3 separate regions of the Mus musculus genome follow, and all the other regions are linked to region 1. A link is a contact called in public Hi-C data. All regions are on one chromosome and are shown on one strand. Each heading gives the region's core, a stretch centred on a gene start, on an enhancer-like site or on the middle of the called end of the contact. The rest is flanking DNA. Distances are from core to core; before and after follow the strand shown.

Region 1 (4,869 bases), core at 1,484-3,983:
AGGTGGTCACACTGTGTCCACACTCGGGAGGCACAGAATCATGGACTCTGGTGCTCAACTCTCTTCTTTTTTATCCAGTCCAAGACCCTAACCCACAGGATGGTGTCACCTGTACTCCAGTGAGTCTTCCCATGTAGATTAATCCATCTTAGAAGCTCCCTCACAAACACATCCAGATGTTTGCTGCCTACATTACTAGATCTTATCCCATTGACAGTGTGATTGATCAGTGTTGGCCGTGATAATAATTTCACAATGTTACTCTATCAAAATGTCATGTCATACACATTGCATATTTACAATTTTTACTTTTCAGCAAAATTAAATAAAGCTGGTAGAAAATATGCCGTGATGTTACAGGTTTGGAGGTTGGGCCATGAGAGGTGGGTCAGCCATCAGTGGGTAAGGCACCAATGGCAAGTCCCACTGTACTTCTGTGGCTGTTTCATTTAACACGTTCTGTTTCAGAGCCTTCCTGGTTCCTCCCACCTGTTGCTTTTTCCAGGGACTACTTTCTGTGAGTGGAGTTATTGGTGGGTAGTTCCCCTTGAACTATCTGTGTCCCGTGCAAATTTTACACTGTGGGGGTATTTCTATTTAAACATCCTCAACCCTACATGAAGTCTTGGAAGATTTCTGATTCTAGATTTTTCTTTCTCCAGTGTTTTGTTGTTGTTGTTGTTTGTTTGTTTGTTTGTTTGTTTGTGTGAAGATGCCTTTTCAGACACACACAAAATGGAAATGAGTATACAGAAAACACCATCTACATCTGGTAGTTTTGACCACTTACTTTCCTCTATTCTGTCTCTACCTATTAACCTCTTCCCTCTATCTGCCTTATTTTTGATGCATTTTGATGCAAATTGTAGCTATCAGTGGATTTGATTTGTAACTAATTCCACGTGCAGATCGTTTTCATGAGTTCAGTTTCTTCTGTGCATAAGGGGGAGATGCCTACAGTGAAATGCATACATCTGGCATGTACCACTCTGAAAGTTAGGGCAAGATGTATATGCATGTATAATTCAACACCTGTCAAACAAGAACGAGGCTGTCAGTAGAGTTCTCTCACGCTCCTGCCCAGCTCATCTCCATTTAATTAAAGGCCGCCAGTTCTTCCTTTACTTTTGCATTATTCATGGAATGCTGTCTTACAGAGAGAAGGTAACTTCAGGTTTATTTTACATAGTATGGTTGAAATTTGGGGACGAGTTAACTATTCAGAGCCCAGCTTCTTAAACTGCGGGTCATAACCCTATATGGGGAGTAATGAAAGATCTGACAACAGCACAGAGCTTCTGAATATGCAAAAGCCAAATATTAAGGCCAAAGAAAATGTGTGACAAATCCTAAATCTCATCCTGCAACTCCACAGTGACTCTTGTCCTGAACCCAACTTGAGCATTGAGCACAGTGGATGCCTTCCTATCATATAAAACTAAAAAATGCTGCCCAAACACCTTGGCTCAGATTCTACATTATTGTATGTTATGAGCTATAGTATTTTTATTGAGATATATACAAGGTGTTCTGTTTGTATAGAAGCATAAAGGTCCAATTACAGAAAGCTGAGCCACTCGGTCCTTCTCTGCTGCCATTCCTGGGTGAACCAAGTTCAAACAATGAGGAATTGGTTTGTGTCAAAGTTTTGATTTTAAGAGTTACTAACTTGAGTCACATTAAAATATATCTAGATGTAGTTTGGCTTGGGGTTAATACAAAATTTCCGACAGTGTGAGAAATGGCTCTTACAATCTTCCTCCCATCTCGTGCTGCAAACTCATGTGAAGTACCACTCTCAGCATTGACAGTTATTGAATCGAAGCATCAGTCAACATTGAAGCTATTCCATAGCTGTGCCAGGTGAGACATTCAAACAAGATGTAATTCTTTAGGGAAATAGAAATATGTATATCATCTCATTGATGTACACATTGGCTTTCTCCTTAAATAAACGATAGAATCATATTTTCACCAAAGTGATGTTATAAAATTTATTTCTTTATTAATTGTCATCAGTGAATGTTTAATTTGGTGAGTGGGTGGTTGTTGACATAGGGTCTCATGTAGCTAAGGCTGGCCTCCAACTCACAATGTATCTAAAGCTGGCTTTGAACAGGTGACCCTCCTGCTTTCACCTTCCAAGTACTGGGATTAATTATATGCATGCATCACTGTGCTCAGCTAACTGTTTCATCTTATACTTATTTTATACACCTGTATACAAGAGTGGCTATAACATACATCTTAGGTAAAAGGGGTCTTGAGTGCCAAATTATCAAAAGCCTGGAGCACAGAGGTTCAACCATGAAATGCACAACCCACCTTTCAGAACAATTCTCTCCCTTAGTCCTTTCTCTGGATTTTGTAACGCTGGTTGTTTCTTGACACCCTCCAGCCCCCATGATTGCTTGAGCTGCCTAACAAGCTGGTTAACTTTGGAAGCACTTTGTGCCTCTCCTGTTTGGCCTCCCCAGCTTCCATTTTACAACTGAAGTCCCACTTGTCTTTGGCATGGGCTTGCTGGGCCCTGAGTGTGCACAGCACGGGTGCAGAGCAGGTTAAGCCTGCAGATGTCCCCGCACTCATCCCCCAAAGGCTTCTTGGCCCAGTCTGGCATTGTCCATTGGACATGGGGTGCAGTTGGAATGCTAGGGACACCTGTTGAAGCTGTGGTGCACAATGCCCAATTCAAGTCTCCTGTGAGTCACCCAGCACAAGCTCCTGACTGAGCTGCCTTTGCGTCTGTGTCACAGGATGCCCTGCCCGGCATGATCCTTGCTGGCATGAGTGGTGCATTCCACTGCAATTAGTGAGATTTTGTCAGATTTTTCAACTCCAGCAACCTGCCAAAGAAAGTTGAAGAAGGAGGAGAGAAGGAGAAGGAGGAAGAAGAGGAGGAGGTGGAGATGAAAAAGGAAGAGGAGGAGGAAGAAGAAAGAAGAGGAGGAGCAGGAGGAGGAGGAAGAAGAAGAGGAAGAGAAAAGGGAGAAGCAGGAGAATGAGCAGGAGGAAGAGGGAAAGGAGGAGGAGGAGGAAGAGGAGGAGGAAGAAGAGAAAGAAATCTGTAGTAAAGGTCTCTCAGTCCTGTGAAGAGAGCCTGTTGGCCAGCTGTAAATTTTCAACAAGTTGTACAGATGCCCTTGGACAAAATGTGACATCTCTGTGACACTATGGGTGCCCATCTATGGATACAGGGAAACTCTGAAGGAGGAGGATGTTGTGAAGCAAGGTGTCTGCAGATTTCTGAGACCCCTTCAGCATGTCTGCTGCATTGTCTCAGAAGCCTGCTCCTTCCCTCCTCACCTACAGCTGACGGGTGGACACAGGCTCTAGATCCTTGCTGACACTCTAGAGCAGTATCACAATGGCAGAAATCCTAACTAAGATTCCTTGGTGTGTACCATATACGGCTGTGGAGCTTCTAGTAGGAAGCAAATACCCAGACACTAAGTGCTTGAATCTGCCTAGAGTAACCACCTTCAGCCCAGGAAACTAATCAAGGCTGGAACACATGTGAACTGGCAAGCCCTAGGTTTGAAGGATAAGTGGGAAAGAGTGTCATCCTAGAGTCTGTTGGGGGAAGAATGGATAAAAGAAAGAGTGAGTGAAAGGCAGGTCTGGACCAGATGACCTGGTTTCCTGAGGAACCAGTGAGGTAGGGGGAGGACCAATCATTGTTTGAGTTATTGATGCAAATGGGACACCCAATGCAGTGGTGTTTGGAGGGTGGGAAGGAAGGTGCATTTGGAGTCTCCCTGTGCAAGACAAGAGATAGTGTATTCACTGGGGAGATAACTCTCTTTGTAGAGAGAAGGCTTGAGTCTCAGTGTCCTTACAGAGAGGTAAGGCTTCTCTTACCCAAGAGAGTCATCCCTTCATGTGCAGCAGACATAGCTCCCAGCAGCTAGAAACACCTGCATCCTTTGGTTCCTCCAAATCTCTGTTCATTCCAAGGCCAGGCTACAGAACGAGCTTCCTAATGAAAGAGGAGGAGGATGGAGTTCATGGACACTCTGGTTGGATCTTCACCTTCGATTCTGTGTGGCAACCTGGCTTCAGGGTGGCATTCCATGGTGCCCACTTGTGCCGTGGCTTGATGCTGCACGAACCAGCTAGAAAAACCTGGCAAGCATGGGTCTCAAGTGGTGAATAATTTCGAGATCTGACATCTCTGAGCACGGGTTCTCCCTTTAGCCTTCTGAGGCCCGCACTGCTTGAGGAACATCACAGCAGAGAGGCAGAGGTTGAGAGGAGTGTGGGAAGGAAGACGCCCTCCTCTGACTATCTGACTATACTTCTCATACCACCCCAAGATGGACCCTGCACACCCCAGGCTGCAGCAAGCCATCAACATGACAGGGATTCAGGGGCCTGACTTGGTCTTCCCACGTGTGCTCAAGCTGTTTCCCCTGCCTGGGGAGTGAGGAGGGGGGGTGCGGGGGGGGGGGGGGACTGGAGACTTTCACACCTCCTTCCTCTGTCGCTCCGATACCTTCCACATGTGGGACACAAGGGAGGCCAAAACCTTTTCCTTCTTTGACTGGGCTGATTGATTTCACATGCCCACTCCATGTGTGTCTGGGCTGCCGGAGGATCTGACACGCCCATCACCCATCTGCTCACGCTTAGAGAGGGCAGAGACCTGGAAGCCACACATGGCAGAGGTCTGCCTCTCCACTCCCTGGCAGGAAATACCCTATACTGCAAGCTTTCTTCTAGTTGAGCATATAACCGTGAAGTGGGGCCTCTGCCTAAAGAGCTTCATATAATGCTGGGCAGGTTGTGTAAGCCCATTAAGCCTCACTTTCCTTAGCTGTGCAATGGGGCTAATGCCAAGATGTGTATACAAATGGATCGGGATGATTC
Region 2 (4,869 bases), core at 988-3,487, 180 kb before region 1:
GTATTGACATTGCTTGTTGGACAGCGGGGAACTGTTAAGAGCCTGTTTTCACTTTCCCAAATTTCCATAAAACGTTTACAAAACACACTTGCTTTTAGTATGATTGTATGGGGAAAGCCATTGGCTCTCCACGCCCTTGGTGTGTGAGGTACGTGTCATAACAAAACAAGAGAGAGGGTGGGTAGGTGGGTAGCCCAGTAGCTACCTCTACAGTGCGTGGCTAGCATGTACAGGACGTTGGTTCAAACCTCAGCAGCAGAGCGGTGGCACATACTGCAATCCCAACAGCCTACCCATAGGTAAAGGCTGGGGGCCCAAGAGCTCGAGATCAGCCTTGGGTATATACAGTAAGCCTGAGGTCGGCTTGGGCTACACTAGACACTGCACGAATCTTCTTAAAAATGTTTACATGGAGTAAACTTGCAGGTAGAACTATTGATGTTCCTCACAAGTTTTTCAAACTTTTTGAATAGTTCCCCCCCCCTTTTTTTAAAGATTGACTTTATTTTGATATTTTATAGAATCTGTTCTGGCAAGAGCCTAGTCACTATTTTAATGGTTGAGAGTGACATGTTAAATAATTAAGCCCTATCTCTTTATGTAGCTAAGACCGCAGAATAGCATCTGTGACATCCTAAGGAAAGCACCAAGCATTGTAATGCCTCAGAACTGGAGAAGTTGGGGCTTGGCCACAACCCCAAAAGATCCAATTTCTGCTTTCAAATATCCTCCATCCTACTGAAGGTCCCTGAGATTAGTGAGCGGCACAAGCACCATGAACTTGAGAATCGACTCTCTGAGAACGTAGCATGTTCTGCGGTGCCCTGTGATGTCAGGGATGCCCCCTCGGATGCTTTCACTTCAATTCACCTCCTCGCTTGTCAACAAGAAGGTTGTGGTCACTTCTCAGGTACATCCACCTCGTTTTGTGAGATAGAATCTCACCCTAACTGGTCATCAAACCCCAGGGACCCAACTGTCACCGCCTCCCCAGAGCTGGCATTACAAGCATGCACCACCACACACACCTTTTTAAGCGTGGGTCCTTGAACTTGGGTCCTCACGCTGTCAAGGCGGACACTTGACTTCCTGCACTGTCTCCCAGGCTTGGTGCCAGTCCTCATTGAGGAATAAGCCAGACATCCAGCAGTTGTATTTGATCTAAAGCTACCCCATCTTGTCCCTGTCACCTAGGTGTGCACAACACGAGCTTTCTGTACTCTTTATCCTAGAAGACAGAAGCCATCTCTGCACACCAAGGACCATAAGACAATATGGATTTCATGACTCCCTCAAACGTTCGTTAAGGCTGGCCTGTCAGGGTTGGGAGTACACATATAACTTAATATACATCTTTTTAGGTCCATAACAAAAAGTGTTGTATGCTTGCAACCAGAACAGCGCCATATCCTAATTATTATTTATTATTGTCATCAAAGCCACAGCTACTGGTCTTGATAGTGAGAGCTAACATGAAATAGATATTGACAAACTATTCACCGATTTAATCATCTCTCCAGCCACTTGTGTTTGCAAATGAATCTCCTGTCAACATCAAATCCTCATCAGCATTCCACACTCAGTGTGTGAGGATCATGTAAAATTGATGAGCTCAGATTTCTATTAAATGCACTACCTATTTCTGGGGTTACTTATATGGGCTTTCTGGAAGCTTGGAATCCTGGTGTCTTATAAACAAGACAGGCTCTGGCCTTTTACTTTAAAAGGGTCTTTAGAAAGCTTTTAGGACTATGCTGAGATGGAGTGCTCGTTAGAAAGATTGGAAAGAATGGAAAATTCCATGTGTGTGAGATTCCTGGGTAATATGTACAAATTAAGACTGTAAAGAAATTGATGGGAGCAATGTACATTTAATTTCAATATTTTGTGTGAATGTGTGTGTATGCACCATGTGTGTACATTGTCTGGGGAGACCAGAAGAGGGGGCTCAGCTCCCCTGAAATGAAAACGAAGTTCTAGATGGTGGGTGCTGGGAATTGAACTGGAGTTCTCTGGAAGAACTGCTAATGCTTTAAACCATTGAGTCATGTCTCCAGTCCTTTATATTTACTTTTAATTTATGTGTCTGTGTGTGCTGCATGTGTGTGCAGGTGCCCTTGTGGCCAGAAGAGGGCGTCAGATGCCAGTGGAGTTATGGGCAGTTATAAACCGACCAATGCAAGTATTGGGAGGCGACTCACATCCTTTGAAAGAACAACAGTTGCTCTAAAGCTCCGAGTCATCCCTCCAGTCCTAACAGGACATTGTTACTCATGTATTTATTTGCCTAGAAGTTCTATGTTGGCCTTAACCATAACGGGACCTAACTCTTGGCACCAAACACTATGCGAATGTTGAGGTATTATTTCCAAGCCCTGGGAACAGCTGCTGTTTATTGTGTTACAGTCGCCACCTCCTGAAGAATGTGATTCTGTTTCAAAGATATCCAAGCACTGACCAGGCAGCCTCAACCCAGATGAGCTGTGGCAACCAACGTGGCACGCTGTTATCCTGCTGTTATGAGGTGCACTCCATCAAGTGGTTCCAGATCCTTCTCCCCTGTGCCTGCAAGGGGAGGCTCTGTTGACTTTGGGGGGGCTGTAAATCCGAGTGGCACTTTTATGATTGAGGGGTAGACAGTGGTAGAGGATTTGTGTGACGCTCTATGAAAATTAGCAAATGCTGCAAACTCTGAGTCAGGAAGATTCATGGGAGGCAAGCCTGGGTTGCAAAAGGCATGGAGGCTTCCTGGAATCCGTGAGCTTCTGAGGATTACAAGAACGATCCCGAGGAGCTTGCCAAGGCCGCTCCTGTGGGATTAAGTGCACGGCCAGCTCTCAGACTATTCCTTGTATTGCATGGCTTGGGAATGCAGGGGCAGGGAGACCGCTAAATACCCTTGGCACTTTGAACTCTTTCAGCTTAGCACCCCTTGACATCATCAAAAATTTTTTTCTTTCTGTTTAGGGGAAGAAAGAGAGAGAGAGAGAGAGAGAGAGAGAGAGAGAGAGAGAGAGAGAGAGAGAGAGAGAGAGAGAAAGGAAGGCAGACCTAATTTGAGAAGCCCCATCCTCACCACAACCCTCTTTAGAACAAATGAACATTTTTCTCATGAGAAAGGTGGTTGACCTTCAATGAAGGACCTTTTGCTCCTGAAAAAAATTAGGAAATAATGTAATAGCTTATGTGTAGGTTGAGGCACTGATCTTATCCACACATTTTTTTTTTTACTGTTCTCAAAGGCTAGAGAAAATGGGATATCTGAATTTTTTAAGATTTGAAATATATAATTCGACCTAAAATAATCTCACTTTTAAGGACTTGGTCTGAGGAAATAAATAATTATAACTGACAAGAGTGAAAGTCATTTCAGAACTGCTCATAAGATCAAAAATGGTCTACTTTTATGTCAAAATGTTATAGATGACGTAAACAGTGTCATCTATAATGTGTTTCTAGAAGTACTCTGAGCTAGAGAGCTGGCTCTGTAGCTAAGAGCCCTTGCTGCTCTTACTGAGGACCCAGGTTTGGTTCTCAGCACCTATTTTAGGTGGTGCACAGCCACCTGTAACTCCAGTTCCAGCGATCAAACAGCATCTTCTGGTGTTCCTGAGTACTGCAAACATATGTGTGCACATGGGATTTGTTCACACAGACACGGGTGCACACATGTGCATGCACACGTGTAAATAAAAACAATGGAAATAACCACTTCAAAAATGCATAGCAGGCTAATGCCTTTCTCAGAAGATTTTCCATTATGGCGGAGAACTTGGAGAGATGGACAGACAGACTGATTTCTAGCAGAGGTTGTTCATGGTGCCATAGAGTCATCTCTCAGAGAAGATTTGTTCTGATGATGCTGGCTACAGAGGGAGACCTCAGGTTAGCTTCTCACATGAAGACAGTGCAACTTCCAGAGGCAATGTTCATTCTTCCAAGGGACCCAGCAAGTCTCAAGTTTTGATTCTTGCAAAACTTCCCTAAGAGTGTACAGAACTCCCCCCTTCGGAAATTTATAAAGTCATATCCCTGTGGGGCTGCATCACCTTGGTCAAGGAGGACAAGACACTCTTGCCAGCTCTCCATGAGTGGTGAGTCTGTGGCCACATGAGTGCTCTCAGGCAAGGATTTTCTGAAAGAGCTGTAGGGGCTGCTGTAACAATAATAACACAGAATTCACTGTGTGTGAAGTGTTGGGATGCAGGTGGGGGAAGCTCCAAGAAGGGAGTCAGTGAACCAGTGTGAGTGTGGTCAGGCCAGATCACCCCACCACAAACCTTGTAAGTTTGGAGGAACACACAGGGAATGATGGGACTACCCACAAAGGTAGAGCAACCACCCTGGCCCCCACGGCCTAGGATAGAAATACATGGTTTCGGGAGCCCAAGATGCTATCCATAAATATGTTCCTGCTGAGGGCCATGGCAGGGAGGGAGTCTGTTCTACAACTTTCTCCCAAGCTCTGCTTGTTTTATTGGTCATCTTTGGGCTTCTTTGGCTTATACATACAATATCCCTGCCTCTACCTTAGTCTCCCCATGTGTCTGTCTGTCCCCTTCCTCCTTTTATAAGGACATACATCATTCTCAGTTAAGACAACTGTATAGCAGGGTACCTTATCTAGTTTTATGGATAACATTTTTTCTCAAAAGTTATATATTAAGGTTCTGGGGGTCAGGACTTTAATGAAAGCCCTAGAATGTCCTAGAATGTTCTTTTGGTTATTATAGCAGCGCCTACAGCTCATTCAGAAAATCCTTACCTACGCGCATTCATGTGTCCCCATCTCCTCTCATGGAAAGCTGGTTTCCCAGTGCTGGTTAAGAGTGCCTTTTTCTCCTTGACCAAGGAGATGGAGCCTCAAAG
Region 3 (4,869 bases), core at 1,602-4,101, 140 kb after region 1:
CTACGTTTATTCAACCAGATAGAACATCCTTCTTTTTGTATTTTCTGAAAGGGACATTTAGGTAAACTTTCTACTTGGGGCTTTTGCAGAAGCAAAGTAATATTTCTATCCATACACTGAGACCATTCAACTTCTTCACCTTTGGTCATCAATGTGTGCATGTCCTGCCTCCTTGCCCATATCCTTTTCTCTAAGACAACCACCTAATGATCATAAAATACAACCCCTGGCCATTGAGCTGCAGTTTAGCTCTTTAGCACTGAAGGACCTGCTGGTAACAGTAGATAGGTCTCTCTGTCCCCTCATCTCAGAGGTCTACTTAAGATGGGGTGAGTCTGCCAACAAGGAGGTGAGGCCTCTGAGGGATTCTGCTCAGATGGGGCCATGTTATCCGGTAAAATCCAACCTCCATCATCCCCAATTAGGGAAGCCAGGATAGCTAGGGAGATGGCTGTCACATTCCAGCCGAAAAGGAAGTACAAATGTGTCGAGATCATGTGACAAACCTGCAAAGCACAGTGGGAAATAACCTAACAGTGTGTGGCCACAGTCCCAGGAATTGATGAGAGACACAAGCTGTCTCAAAGGTATGCGAGGGATGAGAGCGCCCATCTGTGATCACAAGCCCACTTTCTCCTCCTCCCTGTTCAGTATTTACAGCAACGCAGGCACTAAGCCCAACCAATCGCCCCACACTCCCCAGCAGGCTCTCCCACCAGAGGCTGGGTTCTCATAAGAGCTGAAGTGGAGCTGAGAGAGATCAGATGTCCCTTACAGAGATGGTGACAAGGATGGGACCTCAGAGACTCTTCTAAGTCATATATATTACAATTGAAAAACAGGTAATTCCTAGGCTTAAAAATAGATGGATGGAGAATATATGTATTGCAAAATACTTCACATGCAATGTTTTAGGATAATGACATCACAGGTAGATGTCATTCTGTTCTCTACCCAATAGGGCAGCAAGCTCAGGAGTTATGAGCCATCTAACCCAAGACTGCTGTGTTAAACATGGTGCTCTAGAAGTAAAAGCATGATTATCCTGGGACATAAAATGGGTTTATAGAATTCTAATGTTGTTTATAGGTCTTTAGGTAGCATATGGGCTGTGGGGGTAAAAATGAAACCTATATATCTGTCTGTTTATGTCTGCCTGTCTATCTATCCATCTACTCACCCACCTACCCATCTATCTGTTCATTCACTGTCCGTTCATCCATCTACATACTTAACTCTGTCTCCATCTCTCCCTTTCCTCCATCACTCCATCGACTAGGATTAAAATGCTTGCTAAGAACAAAATCCAACCCCAACAAAGCATAGATCCTTCAAGAAACATGTAGATCTTTTCTGTTCTTTACCCAGTAGGGCAGCAACCTTTGAGGTTTGTGATGCAGAAAGGGGAGTGATGTGGCTGAGTTAGTCATGAAACACTGAGGCACAAAAAATGAAACTGACCTTGGGGCCTTGGAGAGAGTCAGAGAAACGTTGCTCCGTGACAGTGACAGTGACATGGCAAGAACTTAAAGCCAGGGCACTGCTGCTGTGTTCTTGGAGGTTTGGTGTCCTCCAGGGTGGAATGTCCACCGGAAGCCTAGGACAGTCACCTCCCCAAGATGCCAGAAGTGGGAGCCTGTCTCCATTCTGCCCTTGAACATTCACTGTTTCCTCTCTGCAGAGCCATGGTCTCATTACAGAAGGAAATCTGCCCATACAGAGGCCATAGGATGGGCTGGAAGTAGGGGTAGGGGGATGGGAAGGGGTTGTGTGTTTAGTTCACCAAATCGCTGATCCACCCAGGAGAGTGAGATAGTCTATCAGCAAAGAATGAAGAGATGAAGACGGAATTTGTGAGCGTGAACTTTGAGATTCAGCCTTGCCTTCTCTTAAAATTCTCATAGATGGGAGCTGATTTCATTCTGGGGCTTTTGAAATGTGCTATAAGACTAAAGACTTCACTGCTAGTGCTGTGCCAAGGTGCTTACAGAGAAACCTATGTCTCACGTTCCTATCTATCTATCTATCTATCTATCTATCTATCTACCTATCATCTATCTATAGTCTTCATGTAGACTCTTTTAGTTTGCTGGCCTGTTTTTTTTTTTTTTTTTGTCTGTTTGTTGTTTTGAGACAGAATCTTGCTAGCTTGCCTAGGCTGGCCGAACATTAAGTAGCCCAGGCTGCCCCCAGATCCACAATCCTCATGACTCAACCTCCCACATGCCAGGATTCCAGATTTATGCAACGACATGAACCTCCACAGCTTATGGGTGCATACAAAAGGCATGTCCTGGGGCTTTCTATACCTGTTTGTTTTCTGAGACAGGGCATCTTTTGAACTCAAGTCCTTGTGCTTGCAAAGCATAAGCCACCCCTTAGTTCTGTTATTACTTTGAAGATGTTTCACACGTGCTCAGGTTAGGCACTTAGTGACAGTCACTGTCACTGTCAGCCTGTTCATCACCAGGGTAGGAAATTCTTCTTGCTGGTCTCAGGGACAGCTCAGTCCTCCTGTCCTTCGGTAACAGCCATCCCTGGGAACGAAGAGGCTCCCTCACAAGGTATCGACCCTCACACAGAATCTGTGGTTCTGGGATATTTTCTCTCAGAGACTTCCCGTCTTCAGGAGGTCAGTGATGTAATTCAGGACCATGTTCCCAAGATTGATTTAAAACGAGAGGCGGGTGAGTCACCTTTTAACAGACAGCTTTCCTCTTGGTCACTCGTCATCAAAGTGGAGATCATCAGTTAAGCATGAAATTGAACATTTGTTTGGACGTAGTCGCGTCTACAAGTCCTAAGTGTCTCCCTGCGGGAGGCTCCCATTCCGGCCTACCCAGCTCAGTCACTTGCAGACAGCTCTGCAATGTTCCCGCCAGCTGTCGGCTCCTTGCTATGGAGACTCGCTCTCACCCAGATGAAGCCAAGTGCTGGCATCCCACACAGTCATAACTGCATCTCCACTCTCAGGGCCCCTTTGCCATTGATGATTAAGATGGATTAAGATCCCCTGATGACTTTCTCAGATGGGGAAGTGATTTCACATGGATTGTGATCCAGAGAGCCAAGCCTTGGATGTGAGGATCTGGAGACAGCCCAGAGGAACAAACTTGCTTCTCAGATGGAGGAAGCAAAAGAAATCAGCACTGCTTCTTCACGTGTGTGGTGACAATTCACCGTCCAGCACGGCTGTGCTCCCCAGGGCACTACAAAATTCCCCTCGTATTCGCTTGCTTTATTGCAAAAGGGCAAGGTGCAGATATATTTATCTCCTCCGTGTGCATTTAGTAAGTTGTTATCTTGAGGATTGTCTATGTGCTTATTATGTGTTCTGTCCTGGTAATGTGGCAGTGACCAAAGATGGCGATCCTCAATGGTGAGAAATACATCAAGTGAGCCAGCCTCACCTACTCAGTAAGGTCCAGGCCGTGAGAGACCCTGTCTAGGAAAAAGAAAAACAACCACAACAGAGCACTATCAAACACTATCTGAGGTATGTTTCCCCACCTCCTACCTCCACACACATCTGCACATATATGTGTGCACACATATACATACACACACACACACACACACACACACACTCATGGAGAGAGTGAGAGAGAGAAAGAGAGATTCCATTGGGATTTCAGTAAGTACTACATTCAATCTGTAGATTGCTTGATTGTCCTCTCAATGGCATGGATCACAGTCTCTCAAAAGCATGGATCACAGTCTCTCAATGTCATGGAGCACAGTCTCTCGATGGCATGGAGCACAGTCTCTCAATGTCATGGAGCACAGTCTCTCAAAGTCATGGAGCACAGTCTCTCAATGGCATGGAGCACAGTCTCTCAATGGCATGGAGCACAGTCTCTCAAAGTCATGGAGCACAGTCTCTCAATGGCATGGAGCACAGTCTCTCAATGGCATGGAGGACAGTCTCTCAATGGCATGGAGCACAGTCTCTCAGTGGTTTTGTCTTTCCATTCATTTAGGTCTTTAATTTCCAGGCTGTGCTTTGTAATCTTCAGTCCTGGCAACTTTTGCTCTGTAGTTATTTTCCTAAGGACTTGGCTTTCTACATTTCTAGCTCCTCTTAGGTGTCTCCACCCAGGAAATCTCTTGCTTTCGTTTGAGTGACAGTTATGGAGCCCTCTGCCTACGAGGGAGTCAGCACACCCTAAATCAGCAGCCTCCCTGCAAGCCTCTCCTGCCCCAGCAGCATGGCGCTGTCCTTGTTCAGAGCCACTGAAGTCTTCTGGAAATTTCCACTTCACTTCAGCCTGGTGGTTCCTCTTTCTGTGGAATGGTATCAGTGACCAGTTACTAAGAAAGTTCAGGGGACAGAAAGAGTAGGGCTTCAGATGGAGGAAGAACAGGAGGGAAGGGAGGGAAGGGAGGGAAGGGAGGGGAGGGAGAGGAGGGAGGGGAGGGAGGTGGGCAACCCTCGAGCTCAGTCTTGATTTCATGTGCTTCCTCTGGGGCGAAGGAAAGAAACCATGTGTGGTCACAAAACCCTGTACCGAAACAGAGTCCCTCCTCTTTCATCTGTCACCACATGCTAAACACTGCAGTGTGTGTGTGTGTGTGTGTGTGTGTGTGTGTGTGTGTGTGTGTGTGTGTGTGAGAGAGAGAGAGAGAGAGAGAGAGAGAGAGAGAGAGAGAGAGATTGAGGAGATCAGAACATATGTGTTCCTTTTAACTCCTACCAGATCTTGAGATCAGTCAGTCAGAGAGAGCATTCTGGAAGGAACCGTCGAGGAGGGCACTTGGTGAATAACAGCTGAGACTCAGGAAGCACAGGTCTCCAGGGTCAAACCCCCCAACCCATTCCCACTCAGATGTGGGTGCTCCCCAACCTCACTGTATCTCGGTTTTGTTGAC

What was found. Hi-C and Micro-C count contacts between places; a contact is called where the count stands out from the background.
Region 2: a Hi-C map of muscle stem cells shows a contact between it and region 1, with 2.1 times the contacts expected there. The contact joins two enhancer-like sites. A contact is called at or near these places in 1 of 15 datasets of contacts at CTCF or cohesin (the NIH/3T3 cell line), 1 of 484 Hi-C or Micro-C datasets (muscle stem cells) and 1 of 9 other capture datasets (embryonic stem cells).
Region 3: a contact with region 1 is called in a Hi-C map of muscle stem cells, with 4 times the contacts expected there. The contact joins two enhancer-like sites.

The regions. Positions count from the first base shown.
Region 1 is chr16:92,928,140-92,933,008 of GRCm38.p6, reverse strand. No RefSeq gene overlaps it. Among named protein-coding and RNA genes, the nearest start is that of Gm41499, 26 kb to the left of the region's middle. Within about 2 kb of position 2,733, at least 43 of the 459 cell types and tissues checked have an H3K27ac peak or open chromatin away from gene starts, as enhancers often do. A contact at or near this core is called in muscle stem cells, where this site is marked.
Region 2 is chr16:93,104,904-93,109,772 of GRCm38.p6, reverse strand. No RefSeq gene overlaps it. Among named protein-coding and RNA genes, the nearest start is that of Gm30474, 25 kb to the left of the region's middle. Within about 2 kb of position 2,237, at least 38 of the 459 cell types and tissues checked have an H3K27ac peak or open chromatin away from gene starts, as enhancers often do. A contact at or near this core is called in muscle stem cells, where this site is marked.
Region 3 is chr16:92,786,598-92,791,466 of GRCm38.p6, reverse strand. The region is part of intron 2 of Runx1 (runt related transcription factor 1); the gene reads left to right. Among named protein-coding and RNA genes, the nearest start is that of Gm30281, 27 kb to the right of the region's middle. Within about 2 kb of position 2,851, at least 60 of the 459 cell types and tissues checked have an H3K27ac peak or open chromatin away from gene starts, as enhancers often do. A contact at or near this core is called in muscle stem cells, where this site is marked.